Regions from separate parts of the Mus musculus genome. Here regions 2, 3, 4, 5 and 6 are each linked to region 1. The links are chromatin contacts, called in public Hi-C and HiChIP or PLAC-seq maps. All regions are on one chromosome and are shown on one strand. The core of a region is the stretch at or near the end of the contact, and the rest is flanking DNA. Distances in the headings are between cores, read along the strand shown.

Region 1 (4,439 bases), core at 783-3,282:
TGAGTTCGAGGCCAGCCTGGTCTACAAAGTGAGTTCCAGGACAACCAGGGCTATACAGAGAAACCCTGTATCAAAAACCAAAAAAGAAAACAAACAAACAAAAAAAGAAAGCTAGCCTGGACTACCATCTCAAAAACAAAACAAAACAACTATAAACAAAAGAACAAGAAAAACAAAAAACATCTTTCGAGGTCAAGGAGAACTGTACCTCTCCTGCTGGTACTCGGTCCTACAGTAGGTACACTTCACAACAGGGTGAGCAATCCGGCATTCCTGAAATGAAAGGAGACAGTCTGAAAAGGACCAGAGGAGCAGAAAGTCTGAATTCAGTAAAAAGCTGCAGACTGGGTACTAACTGTTGCTAGCAAGAGGCCTGGGTGAGTCATGTAACTCTCTGGACCTTCTCCTCTATATGCATATCACTTCCCTGCTGTTGATGTGGGAGTAGGAATCTGTATGAACTACTCATAGATTTTAAAACAAATATATCATGAATAAGCTCTAGATTGGTCGTTAGCTCTCTAGGTAAGAGTCCAGCTGGTCCGTCTGCTGTTGTGGGATAATGAGAAGGATCACTTGTGATACGAAGGCAAAAGATTAAAGCTGTCTTGTTTATTGAACTTCCTTTAAAAAAAAAAAAAAAAAAAAAAAAGAGCCGGGAGGTGGTGGCACATGCCTTTAATCCCAGCACTCAGGAGGCCGAGTTCAGGATTTTCTGAGTTCGAGGCCTGCCTGGTCTACAAAGTGAGTTTCAGGACAGCCAGGGCTATACAGAGAAACCCTGTCTTGGAAAAACAAAAAACAAAAATAACAACAAAGAATCATACAGCCTTAGACTGAGCAACAGTACACGACTTTAATCCCAGCGTTTGGAAGACAGAGGCAGTCAGATAGATCTCTGAGAGTTCAAAGACAGCCAGAGCTACAAGTTATATGACCCTGCCTCGGAAACAAACAAGAAAAATGTTTAGATCAAAGTTTTTATGTCCAAGGGGGCCTTCAAACACTATCTTTCGGACTCAGTAAACCCAAGTGGCTTAAGGAAAGTATGTGGGCATCTTTTTGGGGGGACGCGGGGAGGTGAACTACACACAGCGGACGGACACAGACACACATTCTGTATCTGAAATATCTGAGGATCTGTCAACGGCAACTCTGCACGAGCTTGCCGACTTAACTGTTGCTCTCTTGAACCGACGAGGTGGGAGGAAGTTATATATAAAAACGCTGGCATTTCAGGGGTTAAAAAATGCTTAGGATGAGGAGGAAGGCTACCAATTAGATGCTAAAAAGTCACCCTGTTCGTGTGTGTTCCAAGACACTGTTGGGGTACTTTTTTCATTTTCCCTAATAAAGCCTTGCCACCTCTAACTTTGAGATCGGCTGTAAAGTGCCCACGAAGTGTCCAGAGTTCAAAACACTCCTCACAAGCAGCACCTGATTCCGGGGTTCAATCTCATCCAGGACAAGGGAAATCTCTGGACCGTCATTCTACACTCAAGACGACCACATCAGAAGAGAAGGCGGTCCAAGGAAATCTTCCCGGGGGGCCAGTCGGGGACAAACAGGGGAGCTGTCCCCTCCCGCGACCTCACCAGGTCGGAGAAGAAACCCCAGCCGTTGCTAAGCACCAGGACACGCCGGCTGCCAGGGCCTGGACTCCGCCCGGGGCTCCCACAAGTACCCTGCAGTCCTCTGCGGGCCCGGCTCAGCTCGTCCGCAAAACGGGCCGGCCACACCCTGCCCGAGGGGACCCCGGCAGCCGTCCTCGCTGGACCGAGAGTTCCGAACCGCGCCTGGAGCGTCCCCAGCTCCCGGCCGCCGCCCCAGCCCGCGCACCTTGCACAGCTGCTGCCCCTGAGACAGCGCCTCGAAGGGGAAGCGCTGGTGGCACTTGGTGCAGGCGTACAGCGCCGCCATGTCCGGCCCGGGCCGTGATCGCCGCCGCCCCTCCCGCCGGCCCGCCGCTTTATCTGACAGTCTCAGGCACAACCTGGCGGCGGCGGCCGGGCCGCGGGCTGCGGAGGGCGGGCGGGCGAGGGCGGGCCGCGGGCGCAGGGGCGGGCTCTCCGGTGCTCAGAGGCCGTTCGCTGGCTCGCGTGGACGTCGATCACGCGGGAGGGGGCGGAACGTGGAGTTCCCGACGGCTCTGATTCGGTCCGGGTTGGACTACGCCACTGTGACGCTCGGGGCCGCGATTATGTAAAGCGCAGTCACGCGGGGGCGCCGCCTGAAAAGAGCGTCTTCCGAGTAGGATAGCGGAAGCCCTCGGGCTCCGCCCACCTGCCCGCTGAGGCTCCGCCCTCGCTCCGCCTCTCCGGGGGCTGCGGGAGCATTGGAGCTTCTCGCGATACTCGATGAAGTTGTGATGTTTTGGGTTGCCGTGGAGCTTCCCGCTAGCCGAAGGAGTGTGGGATTGGGGTGACAGTCGGGCAACGTCGGATTCGAACTACGAGACCATCCGGAGTTTAAACCCACTGGCAACCAAGGAGGAAAGTCTATCTTTGGAGCAGGCGGAGGGGAAAAGCAGGATATTAAATGAGTGTCCTCTATGGGCTGGAGAGAAGGCTCCGAATGCTGCTTTTGCAAAGTTTGGTTCCCAGCACCCACATCTGGAGGCTCAGATCGCCTGTAACTCCAGCTGCAGGGCTATCCCTGATGCCTCTTAACTCAGCAGGCACCTGCACTCACGTGCACTTACAAAAGATGGGCAGTTGTAAAATGGTAAAACAGTAGAGACCTGAAGCTAGAATTAAAGGCAATAGGAACACGGTGGCCATGATACTCTTGAGATCGGTTGGCTGTGTGTGTATGGAGGCCATCTGTACATGACCCAAAACCTTTAATACATTTTAGTTTGTGTGTGTGTCTCTGTGTCCCCCTCACTTAATATGGAGCTAATTGATCTGTCCGTTCTAGTGTGTGTGAGACTTAGGGATTGGTTTGATCTCTAGCACTGGAGAAAGAAAAAGAGGTAGGGCATAGGAAGTGAGAGGAAAGAAAGGAATAGAAAATATCGATGATCATTCATACAATAAACCTTTTTTAAAAGTTATTTTTACTTGTAAATGTGTTTGTGGGGCTGGAGAGATGGCTCAGCGCTGACTGTCTTCCAAGGGTCCTAAGTTCAATTCCCAGCAACCACATGGTGGCTCATAACCATCTGTAATGGGGTCTGATGCCCTCTTCTAGTGTGTGTCTGAAGATAGCAACAGTGTACTTACATATAATAATAAATAAATCTTGGGGCTGGAGCCAGCAAGGCTGGAGCCAGCAGAGGTCCTGAGTTCAATTCCCAGCAACCACATGAAGGCTCAGAACCATCTGTTCAGCTACAGTGTACCCCTATACATAAAATAAATAAATAAATCTTTTTTTAAAAATGTGTTTGTGAGTGTGCATGCCTCTGTGTATGTGTGTGTGTGTGAATGCAGTGCCTATCAAGGCTAGATGGAGTCCCCCAGGGCTGGAGTTGCAGGCAGTTTTAAACTGTCTGACATGAATACTGTACAAACAGTATGTAATCTTAACCACTGAGCCATCTCTCCAGACCCTCCTTGAATAACGTGTTAAGTATTTACTATGTGACAATTCTGGCTTATGCACACAATCAATAAGCCAGACATGATCTCTGCCTTTGTTTGGCAAATTAGCCAAAAGGGGCTATGATAAATGAAAAGACAAACCGTAAGTTGAGCATAGCAGTAACACCTGTAATCACAGTACATGGGAACTGGAGGCAGGAGGATCAGAAGGTCAACTCTATCCTTCACTACTTACTAAGTTTGAGTCTAGCTAAGCTCCATGTGACCCTGTCTTTAAAAACAAACAAGCAAAAAACCCCACAGCCAGGGAGGCAGAGGCAGGTGGATCTTGATAAATTATTTCTCCATCCATGAAACAAGCCAAATTCAAGCCAGATTACATTATATTAAATGGAGGTTTATTGGGCTCTCTGGCAAGTTCACTGGCCCCAAGGATTAAGGCCAGGGGAGTCACCATGAGGGCAAAGGTCAGGGGAGAGAAAGAGGAAAAATGGTGAGCAGAGAAAGAAGAGAAGGAGGAGGGGAGGAGGAGGAGGGAGGAGGAGAGGGAGGGAGGGAGAGAGAGAGAGAGAGAGAGAACACAAGAGAACAAAATGTGCCTCTGGAGAAGGGCAGCCTAGCCCCTGGGCTGGAAAGTTCAGGATTGGGGGCAGGGTGTGCCAGATAGGGACTGAGGGATGCTGGGAGAACCTGGAGGCCAGGTCTGCTTTGATCTGTAAAATGTGCACCTCAGTTCCTTGTCCTCAGGGGCCAAAACTAAACCGAGCTCTGTGTTGGAGGCCAGCCTGGTCTACAGAGCAAATTCCAGGACAGCCAGGGCTGCAAAGGACCAAAAAAGGAAGAAAGGGGGAAAAAAAAATCCTGCAAGGAAAGAGGACAGACCTAGGACGGGAG
Region 2 (4,439 bases), core at 1,217-3,716, 360 kb before region 1:
AGCTCGCTATGCAGCCTAGGCTATATAAAACCCTGTCTGGTAAGCCAGACATGGTGGTTCACACCTTTAATCCTAGCACTCAGGAAGAGGCAAAGGCAGTTGGATCTCTGTGAGTTTGAGGCCAGCCTGGTCTACAGAGTAAGTTCCACCTGCCTCTGCCTCCTAAATGCTGCAATTAAGCACATACACAACTAGACTCAGCTTCAATTAAAACACACACACACACACACACACACACACACACACACACACACACACACATATAAACACTCCACATGCCTCTTTTGTTTTATTAAAAATGTTTTGTTTTGGAGACACAGTGTCACAAAATAAAAAGACAAGAAGAGATCCGTGGCAGCTTATGTGTAGAGGCTGAACTGGAGAAGGTACATGGGGGCAGGCACAAGTGTCATGGTGGGTGGGTGAGGGGATTTGTGTGTAAGATTATATGATGCTTAAGAGTGTGTGGTATGGAGCCGGGCGTGGTGGTGCATGCCTTTAATCCCAGCACTCGGGAGGCAGAGGCAGGCAGATTTCTGAGTTCGAGGCCAAGCCTGGTCTACAAAGTGAGTTCCAGGACAGCCAGGGCTACACAGAGAAACCCTGTCTTGAAAAAAAAAAAAGAGTGTGTGGTGTGTAGGGTTACAGGCAAACATTTTTATTGTTGTTGTTTTGTTTTGTTTTGTTTTGCTGTTTTAAGACAGGGTTCCTCTGTGTAGCCCTGGCTGTCCTGAAACTCACTCTGTAGACCAGGCTGGCCTCAAACATAGAGATTTACCTGCCTCTCTGCCTCTGCCTCCTGAATGCTGGGATTAAAGGCATGAATCACCATGTCCAACTCTGTTCGTTGTCTTATGTATTTTAGTGTATGTGTGTGTGTGTCTGTGTCTGTGTGTCTGTGCATTTTTGTGCTCCATGGTGCAAGTATGGAGGCCAGAGTAGACCCTCACCTCCCTTTTCCCCATGCATGTCCTAGGGATTGAAGTCAGGTCATTAGGCTATGCAGCAAGCACCTTTACCCTCTGAGCCATATAGCCAACATACAGTCACTTTAGTTTCTGAGACAGCATCTCTCACTGAACCTGAAGTTTGTGATTTGGCTAGACTGGCTGGCCAGCAAGCCCTAGGGAGCCTCCATACTGCTTCTCCATTGCTAGATGATAGGCATGCACGACCACCTCTGACTCCCCCATCCCCCCATCCCCGGCCCCTGATTGAACTCAAGTCATAGACACACTTACCAAATGAGCCGTCTCCCTCTTTTCCTCCTCCTCTTCTCACCTCTTCCTCTTGTATAGCATTTTATGTAGCCCACGCTAGCTTTGAATTCAGTGTGTAGCCACGAATGACTTTGAACTCCCGGTCTCTGCCTTCTAAGGGCTGGGATTATACATGTGAGCCACACACCCGGTTGTTTTAGTTCTTCGGAGCTGAAGCTCATGTTAATGATGCTCTGACCTGTAAGGAACCATTTTAGCATTGACAAGGAACACCGGTGGCATCTGACCAGCAGCAAGGGGCTAGCTTGGCTACTCAGGACCTGAGGCTAGGCACTGGGTGGGGAGTCAGAATCCCTGCCTTCTTGGCTCTCCAAGACAGACTTGGCGCCATGTCTCACCATAAGACAGACTTTCCTCTCTTTCGGCTTCATTTTTCCTTGATGTTTAGGAGGGGGCTTTGGGTCAGCTGATACCTGAGGGGTCTGCTATCCATAGACAGCGTCTATCATGGAGCCTGGCTGACCTCCTGAGTGCTATGCAGAAGGAAACCAAAACAAGGGGTTCTCTCATTTGCGTACATGGAAGTCCTCACCTGACTCATGCTCTCACACCAAATTCACTTGGCTTCTACCCCAGCTGCCCACACCTCTTCACCCTCTCTTCCTACCGGGAACTCACTTGCAGCTGAACTCTAGCTCAAGGGCTTGAGAAATTTCCTCCTTCCTCCAGCCCTGTGGTTCTGGGCTCCCAGGGGTTTCTTGGGCCCAGTTCTTCTTGCTCACCAGGGATTCCCTGCCCAGTCTTAATGACCAAAGCTATGCTTCCAGCTCCCTCTCCTCATCTAGTGGCTTCTCCCTCCCCCACCTCTCTCTCCCCTACAGAGGTATATGCGCTGGTGTGTTCATTCACACAAGCTCTTGGGCAGTCTCCGGTGCAGACTGCTCTCTGTCTGTCATCCATCCTTTCCCTTGTCCCTCCCTGAATCTCCTCTCTGTATTCTCTCATTCCTCCCATGCGCTCCTGTTTACATCAGCCGTTCTCCCTCCCTCTACCCCTCTCGCCTTCTCCCCTCCTTTCTGACTCTCTTTCCCTCTCCTCGTGCCAACTGTTTGTTGCTTCTTTTGGTTCTCTCTGTGTGTCTCTCTGTGTCTCTGTGTGTCTCCCTCTCCTCCCCCACCCCGCCCCTTTCCACACCCCCTGTCTGACACCCTCTCTGTCCTTTGCTTGCTCTGCAGGAAACCTCTGCAGTACTGAGTCTGGCTGGCTCAGTCCGTGTGGAGGTTCCTGTGGCATCTGGTGGAGGGGCCCTGGGTCACTGTGTTTCCTCCCAGGGGTGACTTGGCAGTGCTTTGCTCTGTTTCCTCACTTCTGCAATTGCCAGGCCACAACACAGAGGCTCGAGCTGAGGCTTGGACCAGGAGGGAGCAGAGCCTACGGCTGAGCTCCTCCTACAGGTAAGGAGGGTCCCAGCCCTGGCTGGGCAAAGGAGAACCCTACACAGGTCTCCTCAGGAGGCCAGAGTCATGCCTCCAGGTCATACTAAGGTAGATGGGTGGCTGGATTTTAAAAGAACCATCTGGCATCTTTCTCAGGCCAGGCTTAATATTCAAGAAGAGCTTTATGGCTGTGCGACAGGCCAAAGCCAGGGCTACACACATGCTTGGCCACTAGCCCTTGTTTTACGTTTTATTTGCTTATTGTGTGTATATGTATGTGTCACGGTGCACATGTGTGGGTCAAAGGGCAGCTTGTGACGGTCTGTTCTCTCCTTCTTCCATGTGGGGCCTGGGGATTGGCTTCACTTCTCGGGCTTAGCAGCAGATGCCTCTACCTACTGAGCTATCTCACCATCCCTGACTTTTATTTTACATCGAGGTCTTACACACTGCCGAGGTTGGCTTTGAACTCACTGTGTAGCACAGGCAACCTTGGATTATTGTATGTGTATACAAGTACGAATGCTCACTGTGTGCATGCCTGGCGCCTTGGGGTTCAGAAGAGGGGGTCAGATCTCTGGAACTGGAGTTCGGAGATGATTGTGAGCCACTGTGTGGATGCTGGGAACAAAACCTGGGTCCTTTCCAAGAGTGTCCAGGGCGCTTAATCCCTGTGCCATCTCTCCATCCTCTAGTCTTAGTCCTTAACCCTCTCTCAGCCTTCTGAGTGGTAGGTATTTCTGGCCTGTGATCAGGTGCTGGGACACTCCAAGGGAACCCCTCTTTTCTGAGAGTGAGATGGAGCCATCTTAGCCTTAACTTCTGGGAGGCGATGGTGAGGACGGGAGGCAAGGGCTTAGAGGTCTGTGAGCAGACCTCCATTTGCTTTATTAGCTGTGTGACTTTGGAGAAGTTATACACCTTCTCTGTGTATAATCAATGTCATCTCCCCAGCAGACTTTCCTGGGAGGCTGAGCTAAAGTGTCTGGGATGGAGCTAGGTCCCCGGGACCACACCCACTGCAGAGGATGTTGATAACTGGGTGGCTGGTACAAAGGTCCACAAAAGGTTGCCACGTTAAATCTCAGGTGTTGGGGACAAAGGCCAGTGTGGTACTGGCTATCTCTCCCTTGCAGGAAGTCTTGGGGTGATGCCGACAAACCAGAGCTGCTGGCCGAAGACTTGGGGGATACTGAGGGATAAAGGACTCATAGCTCTCTCATTTGCGGCTTGACAGAGCACTAGAATGCGCTCCAGATGGTCAGTGAGCTGGGGTGGGGGATGGTGACTGCCAGAGAAGAGGGAATCCTTTCCTCTGCACACCCAGCCAGAGAGAAAAGGAGATGACTGGCCGTCTGTGTCTGCCATTTTGCTTATAATCTGCGGCGACCTTGGGCCATTGAGTAGTCTCGATTTTCTTCTTTGTGGTTTAAAATTCTGACCTTGTAGGTTTGTGGAAGGATGAACTAAGAAGGTGGGGGACGTGCTTTGCTGAGCATAAAACAGTAAGAACAGGAGTGTCACTGTCAATGCTGACAAGAGGAGCAATTGTTTGTGCGTTTATCGTCTCTTCTCCTAGCTAGCAGGGTTTGGCAGAAAAACGTGCACAGGAATATGCACTGAGTTGGGAATGGTGGGCACATCTGTGATCCCAGCACTCGAGAGGCAGAGGCAGTAAAGATCAGGAGTTCAAGGTCAGCTTTAGCTATGTAGCAAGTTGAAGGCCAGCTTGGGCTACATGAGACCTCCACAACATCTCCCAGATCTGTACTAAGTAGATGAA
Region 3 (4,439 bases), core at 867-3,366, 340 kb before region 1:
TTTCTTTAAAAAGAAAAAACAAAGTCCTTCCTTCCAGCAAGTGTCTCCTTGAAGTTGGGTCAGTTGATGCCTGTCTGCAAGACAGGCATAGGCTTGTTCCAATAGGGCAGGAATCTGCTTGGATTGGTGTCATGGCAGTATTGTGGACCTGGCTGAAGGGGACTAAGTAGTTAAGACAACATGCTTGAACTGTGACATCTTACAAAGTCAGGTTCAAGTCTTGCCTGTGCTAAATGCTGTTCAGGACGTGGGAATTTCATTTTCTACCTCGTAGTGTCATTAGCTGGGAGGTTCAACCTACCTCACGGGACTTCTGAGCAGGCATGTTCAGCTGAAATCTGGGTGACTAATCCCGAACCTCCCCTCCCTCGGCCCTTTGATAGGAACTGAAGAGGGGCCAGGGTTGGACATCTGGATTTGGGATGCACCTCTCAGGGAGCTGTGGCCGTGTCTACATGTGAAGTGGGTTGGGTGGCCACCTAGGTGACTGGCAGACAAGTGGCTTTTCAAAGAAAGCAGATGTGTTAGGCTAAGCAGAGGTTGGAGAGAAACAAGAACTTGGCGAGAAGACACAGCTTCCAAGGGGCCAGAGGGACCAAGTGCTTTCTCCTGAGTCCTGGGAGGTTCTCTTGTCAGGATTCCTTCTCTTTCCTTCCTTAAGCTCATTGGAATGGGTGTCTAGTGCTCTCAATGAAATAACATTCTCTGTTTCTATGTTAATATGGTATATTCTGAATTTCATCATATGCATATCTCCCTTGCCATTGGTTTGCAATATCCATGTACCATAGTATGTTTACTTAATAAACATTTTTCTCTTCTAATTTGGTCTTTTGTCTTGTTTTGTTTTTGTTTTTGTTTTTATTTTGTCGAGACAGGGTTTCTCTGTCCTGGCTGTCCTGGACTCACTTTGTAGACCAGGCTGGCCTCAAACTCACAGAAATCTGCCTGCTTTGCCTCTTAGGTGATGGGATTAAAGGTGTGTGCCACCACAACCCTGCAAAATTTGGTCAATTTTTAAAACTTACAATCCTACCTACCTAACAGCCACCCTATAGATTATTTTTATGCTGGTTTTACATGTGGAAAAAAGGCTCGTAGGGGTGGAGTCATTAATATTCAAACCTAGAACTCTCATCAGCACCCACACACAGACTATTCTTCTTTTTCTTTTTTCCCCTTCCCTTTCTTCCTCTTGCTCCTGCCCCACTCGCTCTGGTCATAGGTTCTTTATTTGTTTCTCATTATGGATGATTGTGAGCCATGTAGTTGTTGGAATTTGAACTCATGACCTCCAGAAGAGCAGTCGGTGCTCTTAACCACTGAGCCATCTCACCAGCCCACACCAATTCTTCTAGGCATCTTTGTGCCTGCTGCTAGTTCAGGAGCCCATCCAAGCCCTGATGTTGGAGGTCTCTTGTATAGCACATGCAGCCTGAAGCCTCATGGGGACTCTTCCCAGGCACAAGTACTAGGCGTGATCAGGCACTTCAGACACTGGGAGACAGGCACAGACCTGCGTTTCTAGGGACCCCAGGGAACCAGAGCGCCAATACTGCTGGAGCCAGGAGGGGCACTTACTGCTTGTGAGACTTGGTTTCACTTGTCAGCGTGAAGGGCTCCAGAACCATCTGGCAACACTGGCAGAGTTTCTTCGGGCTGCATATCCTGAAGCAGTGTTGCCAGGTCTTCTGTCTAGTTTGACGAAGGACTTCCAACTTGCTTCTGAAATGGCTGCACCAGTCCACACCCTTACCCAGAGTTTTGTGGAGGATTTTGTTGTCTCTTTTGTTTGGGTGCAGGGTCTCGCCATGTAGTTTTGGCTGATCTGGAATCACTCTGTAGACCAGGCTGGCTTTGTGTAAAGATCCACCTGCACACTTCAGATTCACACTTCAGAGTGTGAATGCATCGCACCAAGCCTAATATGTTCTTAGCCCATATTAACTATCCACAATAACATGTTTCATTATTGACATTCTTGTACTTGTGTAAAAGGCACTGGGTCACATTCACCCCTCCCCCTTTGCTACCTGGTCCTCCCTCAACTCCTGCTTATCCCTCTCCATCCCCTCCCTCCTCCTGACTAACTCCACTTCTGCTTTCAGGGCTCTTTTTAGTGTGTGACCCAGAGTCTCGCTAGGGTTGTTTACTGGAGCATGGACACCTTACCTGTCACTTCACCCAGTTAACTGCATGCAAATCCTCCGGGGCTGGGGGGGGGGGGGGGACTGGGGTCCCAGGAGAGCCTCTCCACTTCAATGGGTTCTCTTTTCATGAACTTTCATGCTACATAATGTGCAGTCGAATCTTGCTTTTAGTTGGACTCCCTCTGATTACTAAAGGGCTATAGTCAGAGCCCGGTGTGGTGGCACATGCCTTTAATCCCAGCACTCGGGAGGCAGAGGCAGGTGGATTTCTGAGTTCGAGGCCAGCCTGGTCTACAAAGTGAGTTCCAGAATAGCCAGGGCTACACAGGGAAACCCTGTCTCGAAAACCCAAAAAAAAAAAAAAAAAAAAAAAAAAGAAAGGCTGTAGTCAGGTACTCGTTAGTCATTTGTGCTCAGATTCAAATAATTCAGATTCCGAAGCTTGTACCATGTCACAGGGCGAGCTTGTGCCATGTCACAGGGCGAGCAATAAAATGGCCTTGGACCCCTGTGGCCAGGGCTCCTTTCTTCAGCCTCTAGTCTGTGATTTCGGACAGACTATGGAACATTGCTGGACCTTTTTTTTTTTTTTAAATGGGAATATTGGCCAGGTGTGGTGGCTCACACTTGTAGTTCTAGCACTCAAGAGTCTGAGGCAGGAGGATTGCTACAACTTTAAGACCACTCTGGGCTGTATAGGTAGTTATCAGACCAACTAGGGTTGCATAGTGAAAATTTGTCTAAATGCTATTTATTTGTTTGCTTATTGAGACAGGGTCTCTCTGTGCCTAGCTGGAACTCACTCTGCAGAGCAGGCTGACTTCAAAGTCAGATCCTCCTGAGTGTTAGGATTAAAGGTATATGCCCCGGAGAGAGCAGGCTGGAACAAGCAGGGAGGTGGGGGGCACCACACCCGGCTCTCAGATTCTTTTCTTTTAAAGAATACATATTGTTAAGGCCTAGGTAAAATGTTAAGGCCTAAGTAACAGTTACCTGGCCTGCCATTGTAAAGGAAACTTTCTCATATGTTTCTTCTGTTACTAGGAAACTTTCTAAAGCAAGATTGATCACATATTCTGTTATGTTTTGTGCCCTTAGAAACCAATCACGATAAAAGCCAATAGAACTGTTTTGTATAGTTACCAACAATAAACTTGGACCCAAACCAACCATCCCACACCACTTCCTGCACCCGTGTATAAGCTTTTATGGTATTAGCTGTCTCTGGGATAGACCCTGGCCTAAGAGAGACATCTGCACCAATATAAGAAAGTATTTGGAATAAAGCTTCCATTTTGAGTAGTGGTCCAGTAAAGTTTAAGTTCCCAAGACCAGTTCCCAAGACCTCCCTGAGAGCTGACCTCCTACTTGGCAGAAAGAAACATGCACGTGGGTAACTGACATCCTGGTTAGCAAGTTAACACAAGAATGTTAAACAAGTCCCATTCTGGTAGACATGAATATTAGACAAGGCAAGTCCCCTGCCACAGCTGAATGCCCCAACCAATGGGAGCAGGATAAGTGTACAACAAAGGCCTGTTCCTAAGGAAACCCCTATCCCTAAATCCTGATCGGTGACATAGCTTGGCACAGATGTTTACAGATTTGGGCTTAAAAGCCCTGAAGGATCTTGGGGTCAGGGTTAAGTTCCCGAATCTGGTTCATGTTCCTGGGACTGGTGCTCAAAACACTCTCCTTGGCCGACTGTGATCGGTGTTTGTGTGGCTTGTGAGGAGAATCCTGGACCCTAACACATATTACCAATGTCATAGACAGTTTTGTGGGCTTAGAGCTGCTTAGGACTGTCCCTGGCACAGACTAAATGTCACAAATGTTGCCCCTGGCCAAACAGATTGTCTCCACTCCACAGAGTCTCCTATTTACAACATTGTAAGACACCAGCTTTCTTCCCTTTGTGACGGAGTCCACGTTGTATAACCTAGTGCGAGCCTTATGAGTGGGAAAGTGTGCAAAGGAGCGGAGTGTGACCAGCCAGCCATCCCTTGACTTCTAGGTTATTCTACAGGTCTCCCAGGGGGTGGACTTTGTTGTTGTTTGGGAGGTTTTGTTTTGTTTTTGTTTTTTTGTTTTTGCTTTTTTTTTTTTTTTTTTTTTTTTGAGACAGATTTCTCTATGTAGCCTTGGCTGTCCTGATACTTGCTTTGTAGACCAGGCTGGCCTCATACTCAGAGATCCTCCTGCTTCTGCCTTCCGGATACTGGGACTAAAGACCACCACTTGGTTGCCTAGAGAGTGTTTTAAGAAATCAGAGACAGAACACACATGAGT
Region 4 (4,439 bases), core at 1,255-3,754, 320 kb after region 1:
GGATAGCATTTGAAATGTAAATGAAGAAAATATCTAATAAAAAAAAAAAGACTTGCTGGGCGTGGTGGCGCACACCTTTAATCCCAGCACTCGGGAGGCAGAGGCAGGCGGATTTCTGAGTTCGAGGCCAGCCTGGTCTTCAAAGTGAGTTCCAGGACAGCCAGGGCTATACAGATAAACCCCTGTCTTGAAAAAACAAAACAAAACAAAACAAAAGACTTGGGTCAAACTGATGGCTTGGAACAAAAAAAGTCCCACTTCCACTGTGACTAGCTGAATGACCATAGACAAACAAACCAACAAAAATTGGCTCCTTGGTGCTGTTGGCTCTCATGGGGCCTGATAACATTCACCTCATTACTGATTGGAGGCTGCCTTGGGGTAATATCTGTAAGGGCTTCAGGCATCCTGTAGGGTGCCAAGGTGTCTTCCACTCCTTGCTGCAGGGGACTCTCATCTTCCACAGTGGGAAGACTTTTTTTTTTTAAAGATTAATTTATTATTACATGTAACTACACTGTAGCTGTCTTCAGACACATCAGAAGAGGGTGTCAGATCTCATTATGGGTGGTTGTGAGTCACCATGTGGTTGCTGGGATTTGAACTCAGGACCTTCAGGAGAGCAGTCAGTGCCCTTAACTGCTGATCCACCTCTCCAGCCCAGTGGAAAGACTTCTACCACTGATGGTGCAGAGCCTTATTCAAGATGGGACAACTGTGCAGTAACTGTCCCTGGTGCTGGGTTGTACGGATCCTGCAACTGAACCAATCTCAAGGGGCATTATGCTGCATCTGAGACCACTGCCCACATGTATGGCATTGACTGGACCTCAGAAAAAGGCATGGGTCACCCCTACTGTGGGATTACACATAATGCTTTGCTAGAGCACTCGATTGTCGGTATCGTCACTCCTTACAGCTTCCATCCCTTGGCCACCTCACTGCCAACTGCCTCTGCTTGCAGGGCCACTTTGTAACACTTTACAAATCTTTTCTTACTCAGGAGAAAACCTATAGAAAACAGGGCAGGGACACAAGCTTCAGTTCCATTCAAGGAAGAACTTCTAATCAGGAAGACGAATGGGTAGGACTTCTCCGGGCTTCAGATCCTAGAAGGATGCAAGAAATGCTAGGGGGCAGTGAGGTGAGAGATTCAACCACCCACTCGCAATCCTCCTGGGCCCCCAAGCCCAAAGTGGATGCATCTGAGGACAGCTTTCTCTCACTCTTTGTTTGCTGTTTGGTTGGTTGGTTGATTTTATGAGACAGGGTTTCACTCAGCAGCCCTGGCTGTCCTGGAAACTCTGTAGACCAGGTTGGCCTTGAACTCAGAGATTCACCTGCCTCTGCCTCCTGAGTGCTGGGCTTAAAGACATGTGCCACCACCACTTGGTTCCCATTTGTTTCTTGTAAGTGTGTTTTCTACCCAAACCTCTGTAATGGGCCACATTCTCCCTTTCTATTGCTCGTCTATCCCATTGGTTCAAACCTAGGAAGATATATTTTTTTCCTTCCATGAGACAAGAAGGCTGTGAAACAGAGGCTTCCTACCGTTTGTTGAAAGGTCCATTTGTCCAAAGCCCCAACATATTATTTTTATAAAGTTTTAGTTTTATTTCATGTGCATCTTTTGCCTGTAATTATATATGTGCACCATGTATGTGCTGGGCGCCTATGCAGGTCAGGAGAGTGCCAGGACTCCCCTGGGCCTACAGTTACAGATGATGGTGAGCCACCATGTGGGTGCTGGGAACCAAACCAGGGCCCTCTGAAAGAGCAGCAAGTGGTCTTTACAGCTGTGCTGTCTCTCATGCCCAAGCCCTACCATAATAAACGATTATGAAACATGGCCCTAACCTCAGAGTCTCAAAGTCTCATTTCTAAGTTCAGGGCCCTCTAAGGTTTATAGCAACTTAGATTCATACTATGATGTTAAAGCTTCTTGGTGAATTTGAAGCCGGGATAACCTTGTAACCCAAAAAGCGGAGACTTCTGGAGTTCCTTCAAAGGGTAGATAGGAAGTTTACCGTAGAAGTGCTTTTCAGCTCCATGGTCAAGTTTCGGGTGGACCAATAAGGTCCACAAGGTTTCACTGCAAGAGAGGCTCTGAGGAAAGCGCTTGTCAACATTCTGACCCCTACCAGCAGGAACATTACATGTGCCGCCTACACAATGTTTTGCTCCCCCGTCCTTCCCCCGCCCAGTGTCCATTCATTTACCAGGTCCCTGCAGGGCGGGGCTGTCCTGTTTCCTATCCCTGGGCTGGGCACACGTCTTACGAGCGCTTGCAGTAAGCAGTCAACAGTGTTTGGCCCGAATAGGGGCACAGGCTGTTCCGGAAGTGGACAGTGTCAGAGGTTCTAGCCGGAGAGGAGGGAGGGAGAGCCGCTGGGGAGCCTCATTGCCCCAGGGCCGAGGGTGGAGCCTTTCCCAGTCGGGAAAGGGCTGGGCCCAGCCTACATGTGAGGGCAGGACAGAGTGACTGCCAGCGCTCCCTTGAGAAGTCTGGGTGTAGCACGCTGCCGGTTGACTTCCCAGGACTCTTCTGTGACCTGTGAGCCGAGGATTACTGGGTACCCCAGATTCCCAGAACCCAGTCCTGGATTGCAGATCTGTAAGGACCGTGAAAGATTGAGCAAAGAAGTCTTTCTGGACTTAAGAGTTCCGGAACAGGACGTCCAGCCCATCTCCGGATCCCGACTGGATCCACACCTTCAGCCTCGTGCCCTGTCCCGGGTTCCCCGCGCCCGGGGCCCCGCGCTTGAGCGCCCCCGCATGGCGGGGCCATGTCCTGGGGCCGGGGTTCTAGAACGGGCGGGCAGCTGCTGGCAGGACCCGCTGGCGGAGGCGCTGAGCCGGGGCCGCTCGTCTCCTGCGGTCACGGGTCGGGGCTGCGCGCGGAGCCGGCCTCTCAGTGTGGTCTACGTGCTGACCCGGGAGCCGGGGCTCGGGGTGGAGCCCGGGTCGGGAACCGAGGCAGAGCCGCTGCCGTTGCGATGCCTGCGCGAGGCCTGCGCTCAGCTCCAGGGCACACGGCCACCCCCGCAGCTACGCAGCCTACCCTTTGCGACGCTGGCGCTAGGCGACACCGCTGCGCTGGACTCCTTCTACAACGCGGGTGAGCGTCTCGGGGCGGGGCTTGAGTCTGGGCGGGGCAAGGGGCGGAGCTTTAGAACCCTGACGGGGCGGGTGTGGGTACCAGGTCTAGGGAATTTACGGTAAACTAAAGCCGAACTTGAGACAAGGCAGTAACGACAGGGCATTTAGTGGATTATGGATGTGATGGGCTTGAGGCTGGATCTGGGGATTCAGGCCTGGCTCCGGAGTTTAAGTATCTTTCGGTGAGCGTGGTGCCAAGCAGGTGGGGCGGAGCAGGCGAACTCTAAGGGCGGGGCTGGGGAGGGGCGGGGCTGAGGGAGGGGCAGAGCTGCGCTTCCCTGCGTAAGCGGGAGAACTCTTTTTCAGGATGATCTCACGTTGGACTTTTGAGGGTGAATCAGGCCTGAGACGGAAGTTCGGTCTATGGCAAGGGGCCATCTCTGCAGGATTGGGGTTGATAAGTCCTAGCATACTACATCCCACATGGGACTAAAGGGGCGGGAAAGGAAGTACTGAGGCAACTCTTCGGGACTGGATTATAGGAGAAAGGGATTGTATTTGGAGACTAGGAGTCGAAAGAAAATGGGTGGGGCAGGGGTGGGTCTAGAGGAGATACAGGGAGTCCAAGGGTGAGGTCGGAAGATAGCTATTCCTCTCTTTCCCACCTACCGGATGCTCCACCTCATCCCTATTTGTTTATCTCCGAGTCAGAGAGCCTTGTATCCTGGACATCTGCTAAATTGTAGCTTAAAAATGAAGGCTGACCCGGTCAGACCACAGATAAAGTGGAATCATCTGCGTTGACTCATACAGTCCCTCCCTTGCGGACATTGTCACTTAAAGATGGCTGGATACAGTAAGCTACACAAACACACATAAAAGCACGACGTTGTCTTCACACACGATGATGCAGATCACCCTCAGGACCCTGGCTTCAAGACTGGAGAGATGGCGCTGAGGTTAAGAGCACTTGCTGCTCTTCCCGAGGACCCGAGGTTCCCAGCATGCACACGGGGTGTGCATGCTCACAACCACCTGTAACTTTATCTCCAGAGGATCCTGATGCCGCTTTCTATCATACACTCACACCAACACACACATACATATAAATAAAACAAGAGAGAGAGGAGAGAGAGAGAGACAGAGAAAGAGAGAGAGAATGGGACTTCTTTTTGCAAAGTTCCTGTCTCCTACATAACCTGGAAGTGCTCAGTGGGATGAAGGTCCCTGGGCATCTCCTGTAACACCACCAATAAGAGTACTGTGAAAACCCCGGGAAGCTCTCGAGAGCAGCACCGACTTTGGCATGAGGTGCAGGCAAGGCACTTGACGTGGCATGC
Region 5 (4,439 bases), core at 1,346-3,845, 290 kb after region 1:
CTTCTCTGTATGTCCACATATATAGAGATAAATCTTTCTCTCATCTAGGCAACTAAGTGATTAACCTCTGACTCTGGAGCTTCGAAATTCAAAAGCGACATGATCAAGGTCAAGTTTCTGGGAAGGAAGATCAAGGACTTGGAATGGTACTGTAAAATTCCCAGCCTTCTGGAACTGCAAACCACTTGGGCTGTGAGACATTTCCGAGTGGGACCCTGACCATCTGGAACATTCTAGAGCCACGCGGTCAGCTGGGGTGGGCCCCCCGCAGGAATCTTGAATAAGATCCTAAAACACCCAACGTCCTAGAACTCCAGAACCAGCTGGGTCTTAAGGGCGTGGAGCTGGGGATTGGAATTAAGCCCTGGTGGACCTAACACTCTGGAGTTCTATAGTAGTCAAAGCCACAGGTTCACCAGGATGAAACTAGACATCACTAGGGGACCGGGACCGGAATGGAATCTTGGAAGTGGAACAGCAGCAGCAGATGGCCCACAGCACCTTCTGCACATCTTGGTTGCGAAAGGCGTAGATGACAGGGTTGATCATGGAGTTGTAGGTGGCTGGGAGCAGGGTAAGATAGGTGTAGAGACGGGGAGAGTCGGCATCTCCCAGGAGGCAGTAGACAGTGAAGGGCAACCAACAGGCAGCAAAGGCGCCAAGCACCACAGCCAATGTGGCGATGCCCTTGCGGGTGGCCACGTAGTGAGAGGCAGGCAGCAGGTGTCGTTGGAGGGCGATCTGCTGGGCATGGCGGCAGACGATGCGGCAGATCTGGGCATAGAGCTGCAACATGATGCCAAACACCATGAAGAAGGCGATGGCCAGAACCACCAGATGGTTCTTGGAGAGTGGATAGACCACACCACACGTGGTCAGGCCATCCCGGCAGTTCCAGGCCAGCACGGGAACCAGCCCCAGGCCCAGGGCACCCACCCACACCAAGGCCAGCATCACATAAGTCCGAGTTACCGTTGTCTCTGAGTAGTAAGTGAGAGCATTGTACAGGGAAAGGTAGCGGTCAACGGTAATGGCCAGCAGGCTGCCGATGCTGGCAGTGAAGGCCATTGCTAGCACGCCGACCAGCATCAAGCTCATCTCTGGTGAGCCAATGCAGAAGTCAGCCGCAAAGTGCAGGACCAGGCCCAGGCCTGCCAGCAGGTCTGCTACGGCCAAGCTACCCACCAGCAGGAACATGGGGGCGCGGAAGGCAGGAGTGCCCACAATGATGGCCACCACCAGCGCGTTCTCGCAGGACACCAGGGTGCCTGAGATGCACAGCACCACATCCCAGGCCCTGGGAGAGGGCAGCAGTGTAGCTGGGCCTGTGGGTTCCTCTACTGGGTCCACGCTGCTCACGTTCACACTGCCTGAGCCAGCTGAGAACCAGGCCATAGAGCTTCCTGCTCCCCACATCATGGTACCTGTAGAAGAAAGGTCCTATGAGATGCTGGCAGGCCCGTATCCTGACAGGAGGCCCTTCGAGAAAAGAAAGCTGTCAGGATAACAGGTAGGGTACGGATGTCCTGCACACCCCACACCCCCAATTCATGTCCTGTGGTTTTTGTCCTCTGATGCCTCCAGGCCTCTAAACAGGGGTCCCTTTTTCTCGGTGATCCCTTTTCTGTGTCCCTTCACCCTCCCCTCCATTCCTCTAAGTCCTGAAGACCTCTTGGCCACACGTGGTCAAAGAAGTGAATCAAAGCTTACCATAAGTGAATAGGGGAAGCACAGGATTCAAGGTGTGCCCTCAATAGGCTCATGAATAGGGGAGGGAAACACGTCAAGAAGAAGAGCAGTCAGCTCCCTCCCACCAGACACGATGACTTGGTTCCTGAAGCTCCCAGACCCCTCACGATTCATGGGCACTGCCAGCCTCAAGCTCCGCCCCCAGGCAAAGCCGGTGCAGCTTCTTGCCAGCCCCCACTCGACATTCCCAGGGTAACACCTGGGAACTCATTTCCCCTACACTCTCCCAGACTTCTGACTCCGGACAGACACCCCACACACACTGCCCCCTTCTTCCTCCTAACCACTGGGTCTCCGTAGCAGACACCCCCTGGTGAAAGCCGGATTCCTGAGTCAGACCCCTCCTTCTGCCCGGACACCTGGATCTTGGGCCTGACTCCGCCTCCTGCCTTGGATAGCCGAAGCCCCAAATAAGACACCACCCGCTACTCGGACGTCTAGGTGCCCGCCCCAGACGCCTCCTGTTCTCCCAACCTCAGATGACCGCCCGTCCCTCTAGGGCCTCAGGTCCCGCAGGAATGCTCACCCTTTGCCGGGTCACCCCATCATACCACTCGAGAGCACCCGAACACTTGGGGAGCTGCCTGCTTATGCAGACTCTGCACATCCAGAGTCCCAGGTACGACCCCCCGACCCTGAGCAGGGGCAAGCAGCCTTCCGCCGGCCCGGCGCCCCTGCACGCTGTGTCCTCCCAGACTCCGGGTACCCGCGGCAGGGCCCACTACTCACCGGTGGCTCAGGACCGGGTGCGGCCGGGCCGCGGGGCGCCTCCACTCAGGTTCTGGCAGAGCAAGGTGTGCGCGGACCCCAAGAAGCCCCCGCGGCCGCGGGAGACGCGGCGTGAGTCACCCCGCCCCGCCCCGCCCCCGGCCACCGGTTTGGTGACGCCAGAAGCCCAGCAGGCCAATGGGCGCTGCGCGCTGGAGCGCAGCGCGTGCTGCGCGGCATAGTAATGAGGCCTCGCGCCGCCCGCTCCCCCATTCATAAAAAGTGACCGTGGCCGCGGCCCCGCCCCCTCCGGAGCCGGCTCTCTGTCCTTGACGCGGCGCCCTCTGCGGGTCGGGGGTTTTGGGGACACTAGTGGGAGAGCCTTAAAAGAGACTCGGGGAGGTCACAGAGGATGTGGGAAGAGGTCAAGGGATTGGGATAGTCTGCGGGGGTGATGAGTACCTTCGGTGGCAGAAACGAGCTGACATAAGACAGGTGATGGAGCGAAATGGGCGTCCCCGGTGAGGATGACAGGCTCTGCCTCTGATAGGGCCCCGAGGCGACGGTGACAGGAGCACGAGGGAGCAGGGAGGTGGGTGGCTGTGACGATATGAGCACGGTGACAGGATCTTGGAGGATGGCGGCTGTGGGACGTTGACGGTAGCGGGGTGTAGGCCTCCTCAGGACAGCCACAGCATTGTCAGGATGACTGCAGCATGATGGAGCTCGGGGACCCTAGGGTAACAGAAGTGGTGACAAGGCTTTGGAGATGAGTGTGCAGGTGAAGGAACTTCAGGTCACTGTGACCCTGTTAAGTGCTATAAAGGACTGAGGTGACGAAGCTAAATGAGAGCTGTGGGGTCCTGAAGTAAAGACCAAATGACTTGTGTGTGGGCCCCAGAGTGAGGGAACAGGGTAGGAAGTCTGACTGGACAGCGACCCAGCAGGTAAGTTGCTGTCAGGACAGGTCCCGTGATGTTGGGGTTGGAATAAGGAGCTGGGTGACGTCACTCATGTGGACCCAATAGCGTCCTCTCTGCATGGGAGGGTGCGCCTGGCAAGATTTCAAAACCTCAATTATTTATTCAAGGATCTGAAAAGCCAGAGCGAGGGCTGGGGGGGGGCGGGGGTGGTCACTTCCCCGAAGCAGCAGGAGATAGGGAGCCGGGAAGAACTTGGAAGCAGAAGGACTCGGCAGCTCCGTGCTCAGAGCAGCCTTCCTGAGCACCGGCTTAGGTACCCCAGGGGGTGGGGCAGAAAGAAAACTTGCTCTTTACTAGACCTGCCTGCGCCATCCCTAGGGAAATGCCCCATCAGATCTAACCCTAGGCACCAGTACTGTCCTTTCTCCCTTTGATCGTCTCTGGAATGTTCAAGACTTTAGGAGGGTGATGGGAGTCAGGGGTCGGATGTCGGTCTGAGGCTGAGGAAAGGAAGGAGGCCAGGAGTCAGGGAATGCGTCATAGCCTCACAGAGATGACAGAGCATGGGCTGGAGACTGGCAGGGTTTGGGCGGGATATGGGGAGTTCAGCTGGTGGAGGAGGTCAGGCCTCCAAGCCTAATCCACGCTTCCGAACCCTGTGACTTTGAGGCCCTGTTAGGCTCTCTGAAGCTGTTTTTTCATGTCTAAACGGCTGGGGACTGCTGGGGGCAGTTGGCCCGTTAGCAGCACGGGGCTGTATATTGGCTGTCAGTGGTGTATCTGGCCAGTAGAGGATGTCAGGGAAACACAGGAGGGCACAAAGAAAATGAAGAGTGGTCACAGGAGGCTCTGCCTTTGTGGGACCAGGCTAGATGGGGCTCTCCTGCTGCAGGCTCCTATGGGCAAGCTCCCTTCAGAACTCTCCTTTTAGCCATTTCATCCATAAATGGGCTTCCTGACCGGTCACAAATGACCGACTAACCTTCCCCTGGCCTTCCCTCCTTGCTTTGTTATCTTCTCAGGTGTGCAGAACTCCTGCAACAAAATACTCTCCCTAGT
Region 6 (4,439 bases), core at 588-3,087, 260 kb after region 1:
TCCCCCTCGGCCTCCCAAGTGCTAAGATTACAGGTGGGAGCCACCACCATTGGGTGTTTTTAAGGTTGGTTCATTTCCCATGCATAATCCTGCGTTATTTCTTTGCTTTTGTTTCCAAACACAATTTTTCTTTACCTGGTGGAGCAGGAGCACTGCTGTATTATCAACATATCAAACAGGACCTTCTGCCTGCAGCAGAGCAGGGACGCAGCATGTTGGCCTCTGAGTCCTTTGAGCTCAGGAATGCCTCTTGACTGTTGCTGCATGGAAGCGTGCAGTATGCAGAATTGGGAGCTCCTCCTTGATTTATTAAATGCACCAGGAGCTCCCAGTGCACAAGTTAACTGCAGTTTACCCCGAGGGTGTGGTTTTGCCCTTCCAGGCTAGGTTAGCCTAATTCCCCCTTAAATATGTACTAAGCTTAGAAGCTAAAGGAAAAAAAAATGAGACCTTACTTTAACTAGGTCTCAAACTCTCGTCAGGTTGGGCAGTCGTTTACGGCTGCCTTCCCTTTGTGCGTGAGCATCCGAGGTGTGGAGACTTACTCCTCATACCTCTCCCATCCCTTGCGGCTCAGAATAACAGTGTGGAGGTATTTATTCCACATGGCGGTTTCTTTGGCTACAAATTCTCCTTGCATTCAGGGTTGAAAGTACAGAACTCTTTTCTTATTCTAAAAAGTGAGACCTTGTGGAAAAAGACCAGTGGTGTCTTGTTTTTCAGGGAGGGCTTGAATATCTCAGCTTTTCGCTTGTTCCCTGGGGTGTGGATTTGAAGGATTGTAACCTGGAGCAAAGACTTTGAAAGCTGTGGGTTAGAGAATGTAAGGTGACCTTTTCACCCTTAGAAGAAATTTGGCATCTCTGTGTGGGGTGGGAAAATTCAGGCCCCTTAGAGATACCCACATCTTGGTTTTCAGTGGGCTTTTGAAATTCAACTGAGGACGTAATTTAGTGTATTAAGCATGGACGCCTAGTTGTTGCTCTAACTTTCAGGCTGCTCTCAGAGCCGTTTTACAAGGTGCTTTACAGAACAGGAGGGTGAGAGCCAAGGACAAATGTTTGCATACACTGGCTGCTTTTCCGGGACTAACTTGTTGACATTGCACCTTTCGATTTTGTTGAACCTGCTTTTAATTTCATGTTTGTTCAGAATTTGCCAAAGAGGTTCTATTAGTTATGGACTATATAAGCACAGAGTGACCAGGCTATGGAAACTGTCTCTTTCTCCAAGAACAAGCATGTGTGTGTGTGTGTTTGGGGTACGATATACTCTTTAGTCTTTGGGCTGGTTCCTCTCACTCCTGTGCACTAGTGACTTGCTCTGTTTGCCCTTTCTAGGTAAGTATGCAGAGGACATTTTCGGAGAGATTTGTACTCAGGCAAGTGCCTTTGCCTCCCGAGTAAACTCCCTTGCTGAGCGGGTTGACCGAGTACAAGTTAAAGTCACTCAGCTGGATCCCAAGGAAGAAGAAGGTAAGGAGGCTTAGCCAGAGCTGCAGGCTCTGCCGAGGAGTGCCTCAGAATCCTGCCCTGGTTTGTTACAAAGCAAGAGGAGAGATCAGAGAGACTGATATACGTCTACTTGGAAGCGACATAAGCCTAGGTGGTGTAAAGAAACCTTTTTCCCTTTACCACACAGCACACTGCCATCCCCCCAGTCCCCTTGTTCTCACGTTTCCTTTCCCTCAGTGGTATTTTGCTACCATAAAAGTACTTGGAAGACTCATTTCACCCATGGAGAGGCCTGCAAGATCTGGCCACATAGTAAACCTTTGTGTTGCTTCATCTGTTCAGTCATGAAATGGCTGGGCTGCTGACAGCCTCGTGGGGCTTCCCCAGAGGGGGAAGGGAAAAAAAACCTGGCTGCCAAGAAAGGCAGCAGCTGAGGCGTCTCCGACGGTGTGACTCAGTGTTTGCTCAAATAGCCTGCCGTCCATTTTCTAACGCCTTCCATCTTCCTTCTCTCAGTGTCACTACAAGGAATCAACACTCGGAAGGCCTTCAGAAGTTCTACCACCCAAGACCAGAAGCTCTTTGACAGGAACTCTCTCCCGGTGCCCGTCTTAGAGACCTATAACAGCTGTGACGCTCCTCCCCCTCTTAACAATCTCAGTCCTTACAGGTAACCGTGCGCTCGCTCTCTCTCTCTCTCTCTCTCTCTCTCTCTCTCTCTCTCTCTCTGTGTGTGTGATTAAAAACTGCATTGTCTAAAATCTCTAAAGATAATATCTGTATCAGAGAGAGAATACTGTTGAACTCCCTGCCCACCCCAGCAGAGACCGTTAGCTCATTCTTGTCTGGTCTCTGACGGACATGCCGCGTCTCCTATGTACTGAAAGTTTGCTGTACCATTGATGCTGCAAAGTTTAACTTGGGAAAAGTAAGTCCATCTGGATTCCATCCAAGGAATTTAGTTATTACAGAAGCAAGAGGACTTGTTAGCAGGCAGTCCTGCACACGGATTCCCAGGGGCCACATTCTAACCGGCTTTCCACTTTCTCAGAAAACTCTAAATTACCAGATGTTTGGGCAAGTTAATGGGACCAGCCTCATACTGGCTGCTGGGGAGGGGGGGATCACAGTGTGGGGAGTATTGGTGTCCTTCCACGTGAGTGCCGGTCCCTTCATTTTGAACACCCTTTGGATGGTTTCTTCTGTAAGGACCAGCCCTGGTGTAGGTAGACATGGGAAAGGAAGATGGTAGGTTTAAAGACAACCTAGAGTCCTCCCCTCTGGCGATTTGCTAATGTCATCTTGAACAGACCAACTGAGCAGAAGTAGAAAGGGAATATTTATCTTGCTTGTATCCATAAAAAGTAGTTACAGGTAGCTAGACGTGGGTGCTGGCGGTCAGGCATGGGTACACTGAAAAGCAGAGTGTGTGTGTGTGTGTGTGTGTGTGTGTGTGTGTGTGTGTGTGTACCTCTTGAATTCAAGGACACTGGTCTGTCCCTCGAGCCCCAAATAGGAGCTTGGTAGCGTCTCACAGAGATCAAGAAGAATATCTGCCCTTGGTCCTAGTAAAGGATATGGAGTCTTGCTTGCCCCAGGGCTGTCACTCTTTAGTCTGATTGAGTTTGGGGATAGTGTGTGATAGAAAGGGTTGACATACCTCATAGTACTGAAAACGATATGAGACAGTGTTTGTATGGTGGGATAGGATTGACAAATAATATTGAGATGTTTCATCTTTCTGGAAACTGTATTATTTTTTTTTTTTGATACTAATACTGCCAGAATTAGTATCTCCTTCCTCTCAGTTATCTGGACTTGGCCTAACAGAAACAAGCAGTGGTTACTATAAACATGTTGCTGTCAGGGCCTGGAGAGACAGTTCAACCCGTAAGAACATCTGCTGCTACTGCAAGTTCAGCTCCCAGCACTTAGAGCAGAAACTCACAACCGTCAGTAACTCTAGCTGCGTGTGCTCTTACACCCCCTTCTGGCCTTTATGGGCACCCACATATGTGCACAGAGACACGCATACACACACATTAAATAAAAATAAAATAAATCTAAAGCATGTTTTAAAAGGAACTAAAAACGGTTGGTCTAGACACCTGTGCCCTCAGTGGTGGTGGTTGATATAGATGTGCCCTTGGAGTTTGAAAGGCAAGGGGTAGAATTGTCTTTCAGAAGTTTTGGTTGGTTGGTTGGTTGGTTGATTCACTGTGTGTGTGTGTGTGTGTGTGTGTGTGTGTGTGTGTGTGTGTGTGTATGTGTAAAGAAAGATTGGGTCTCTCTATGTAGTTCTGGGTGTCCTAGAGCTTATATATACACCAGGCTGTCTTAAGACCATCCTTTTAAATGTTTTGTGTGTAGTTTTTTTTTTTTTTAAGATTTATTTATTATTATATCTAAGTACGCTGTAGCTGTCTTCAGAAGAGGGCGTCAGATGTCATTATGGTTGGTTGTGAGCCACCATGTGGTTGTTGGAATTTGAACTCAGGACCTTCGGAAGGCCAGTCGGTGATCTTACCCACTGAGCCATCTCTCCAGCCCCGTGTATAGTTCTTTTTTTGTGATCCATTCTCTCCACATAGTGTAGGCTGGCCTTGAACCTCTGATGCTTCTCTCTGCTTCTCAGTGCCAGGACTACAGACATGCACTGCCACGCCTGGCTTCCTGCCCCCTAAAGCACATACTTTCTGAACAGTGGAAGTTTCACCACACCAAAGTAGAAGATTCTAGTCAGGCCCATGGAGTATGGCAAATAGTTGTTACTCAGTAGCTCACTCTGTCCTATGTATTGCCATACCCACTAAGACCTTGTGGTCTTTTGTTGTTTGAGACAGAGTTTCTTTTTTTGTTTTTGTTTTTTCTGAGACAGGGTTTCTCTGTGTAGCTCTGGCAGTCCTGGGACTCACTTTGTACACCTGGCTGGCCTGGAACTCAGAAATCCGCCTGCCTCTGCCTCCCGAGTACTGGGATTAAAGG

The links. A called contact is a pair of places that touch in the nucleus more often than the background predicts. HiChIP or PLAC-seq counts read pairs in DNA pulled down with a chosen protein or histone mark.
Region 2: a contact with region 1 is called in an H3K27ac HiChIP or PLAC-seq map of embryonic stem cells, with 4 times the contacts expected there. The contact joins the promoter of Ptafr here to the promoter of Fam76a in region 1. A contact is called at or near these places in 17 of 39 promoter capture datasets (the 3T3-L1 cell line, 3T3-L1-derived adipocytes, the C10 cell line and 10 more), 1 of 15 datasets of contacts at CTCF or cohesin (large pre-B cells), 51 of 484 Hi-C or Micro-C datasets (B cells, the Ba/F3 cell line, CD4 T cells and 31 more), 13 of 115 datasets of contacts at active chromatin or transcription factors (the HPC-7 cell line, T-cell acute lymphoblastic leukemia, astrocytes and 8 more) and 2 of 9 other capture datasets (adipose tissue and liver).
Region 3: a contact with region 1 is called in a Hi-C map of B cells, with 5 read pairs. The contact joins the enhancer-like site here to the promoter of Fam76a in region 1. A contact is called at or near these places in 1 of 39 promoter capture datasets (stem cell-derived epiblast-like cells), 1 of 15 datasets of contacts at CTCF or cohesin (large pre-B cells), 1 of 484 Hi-C or Micro-C datasets (B cells), 3 of 115 datasets of contacts at active chromatin or transcription factors (intestinal villus epithelium, large pre-B cells and microglia) and 2 of 9 other capture datasets (adipose tissue and liver).
Region 4: an H3K27ac HiChIP or PLAC-seq map of microglia shows a contact between it and region 1, with 6 times the contacts expected there. The contact joins the promoter of Map3k6 here to the promoter of Fam76a in region 1. A contact is called at or near these places in 13 of 39 promoter capture datasets (the 3T3-L1 cell line, 3T3-L1-derived adipocytes, the C10 cell line and 7 more), 1 of 15 datasets of contacts at CTCF or cohesin (large pre-B cells), 7 of 484 Hi-C or Micro-C datasets (B cells, bone marrow-derived macrophages, embryonic stem cells and 3 more), 21 of 115 datasets of contacts at active chromatin or transcription factors (the 230-238 cell line, acute myeloid leukemia, bone marrow-derived macrophages and 12 more) and 3 of 9 other capture datasets (adipose tissue, liver and pancreatic islet).
Region 5: a contact with region 1 is called in a Hi-C map of bone marrow-derived macrophages, with 32 read pairs. The contact joins the promoter of Gpr3 here to the promoter of Fam76a in region 1. A contact is called at or near these places in 11 of 39 promoter capture datasets (the 3T3-L1 cell line, the SN4741 cell line, embryonic stem cells and 7 more), 1 of 15 datasets of contacts at CTCF or cohesin (large pre-B cells), 12 of 484 Hi-C or Micro-C datasets (Th2 cells, bone marrow-derived dendritic cells, bone marrow-derived macrophages and 7 more), 19 of 115 datasets of contacts at active chromatin or transcription factors (astrocytes, bone marrow-derived dendritic cells, bone marrow-derived macrophages and 11 more) and 5 of 9 other capture datasets (adipose tissue, embryonic stem cells, liver and 2 more).
Region 6: a contact with region 1 is called in an H3K27ac HiChIP or PLAC-seq map of embryonic stem cells, with 2.7 times the contacts expected there. The contact joins the enhancer-like site here to the promoter of Fam76a in region 1. A contact is called at or near these places in 1 of 39 promoter capture datasets (liver), 1 of 15 datasets of contacts at CTCF or cohesin (large pre-B cells), 2 of 484 Hi-C or Micro-C datasets (CD8 T cells and muscle stem cells), 7 of 115 datasets of contacts at active chromatin or transcription factors (acute myeloid leukemia, astrocytes, bone marrow-derived macrophages and 3 more) and 3 of 9 other capture datasets (adipose tissue, embryonic stem cells and pancreatic islet).

What each region holds. Positions count from the first base shown.
Region 1 is chr4:132,920,519-132,924,957 of GRCm38.p6, forward strand. It overlaps Fam76a (family with sequence similarity 76, member A), which reads right to left and starts at 2,033. Exons shown (of 9, transcript NM_145553.2): 1 at 1,840-2,033; 2 at 209-273. The coding sequence starts at 1,920.
Region 2 is chr4:132,561,601-132,566,039 of GRCm38.p6, forward strand. It overlaps Ptafr (platelet-activating factor receptor), which reads left to right and starts at 2,467. Exons shown (of 2, transcript NM_001081211.2): 1 at 2,467-2,674.
Region 3 is chr4:132,581,860-132,586,298 of GRCm38.p6, forward strand. It overlaps Ptafr (platelet-activating factor receptor), which reads left to right. Exons shown (of 2, transcript NM_001081211.2): 2 at 1-824. Among named protein-coding and RNA genes, the nearest start is that of Ptafr, 20 kb to the left of the region's middle. Within about 2 kb of position 2,117, at least 15 of the 459 cell types and tissues checked have an H3K27ac peak or open chromatin away from gene starts, as enhancers often do. A contact at or near this core is called in B cells and microglia, where this site is marked.
Region 4 is chr4:133,238,314-133,242,752 of GRCm38.p6, forward strand. It overlaps Map3k6 (mitogen-activated protein kinase kinase kinase 6), which reads left to right and starts at 2,505. Exons shown (of 29, transcript NM_016693.5): 1 at 2,505-3,118. The coding sequence starts at 2,776. It also overlaps the pseudogene Fcnc-ps.
Region 5 is chr4:133,209,941-133,214,379 of GRCm38.p6, forward strand. Gpr3 (G-protein coupled receptor 3) reads right to left here and starts at 2,596. Exons shown (of 2, transcript NM_008154.3): 1 at 2,479-2,596; 2 at 1-1,424. The coding sequence starts at 1,419. The coding sequence ends at 427.
Region 6 is chr4:133,183,629-133,188,067 of GRCm38.p6, forward strand. It overlaps Wasf2 (WAS protein family, member 2), which reads left to right. Exons shown (of 9, transcript NM_153423.6): 3 at 1,341-1,475; 4 at 1,971-2,124. Among named protein-coding and RNA genes, the nearest start is that of Mir7017, 9.8 kb to the right of the region's middle. Within about 2 kb of position 1,838, at least 193 of the 459 cell types and tissues checked have an H3K27ac peak or open chromatin away from gene starts, as enhancers often do. A contact at or near this core is called in CD8 T cells, acute myeloid leukemia, adipose tissue and 8 more, where this site is marked.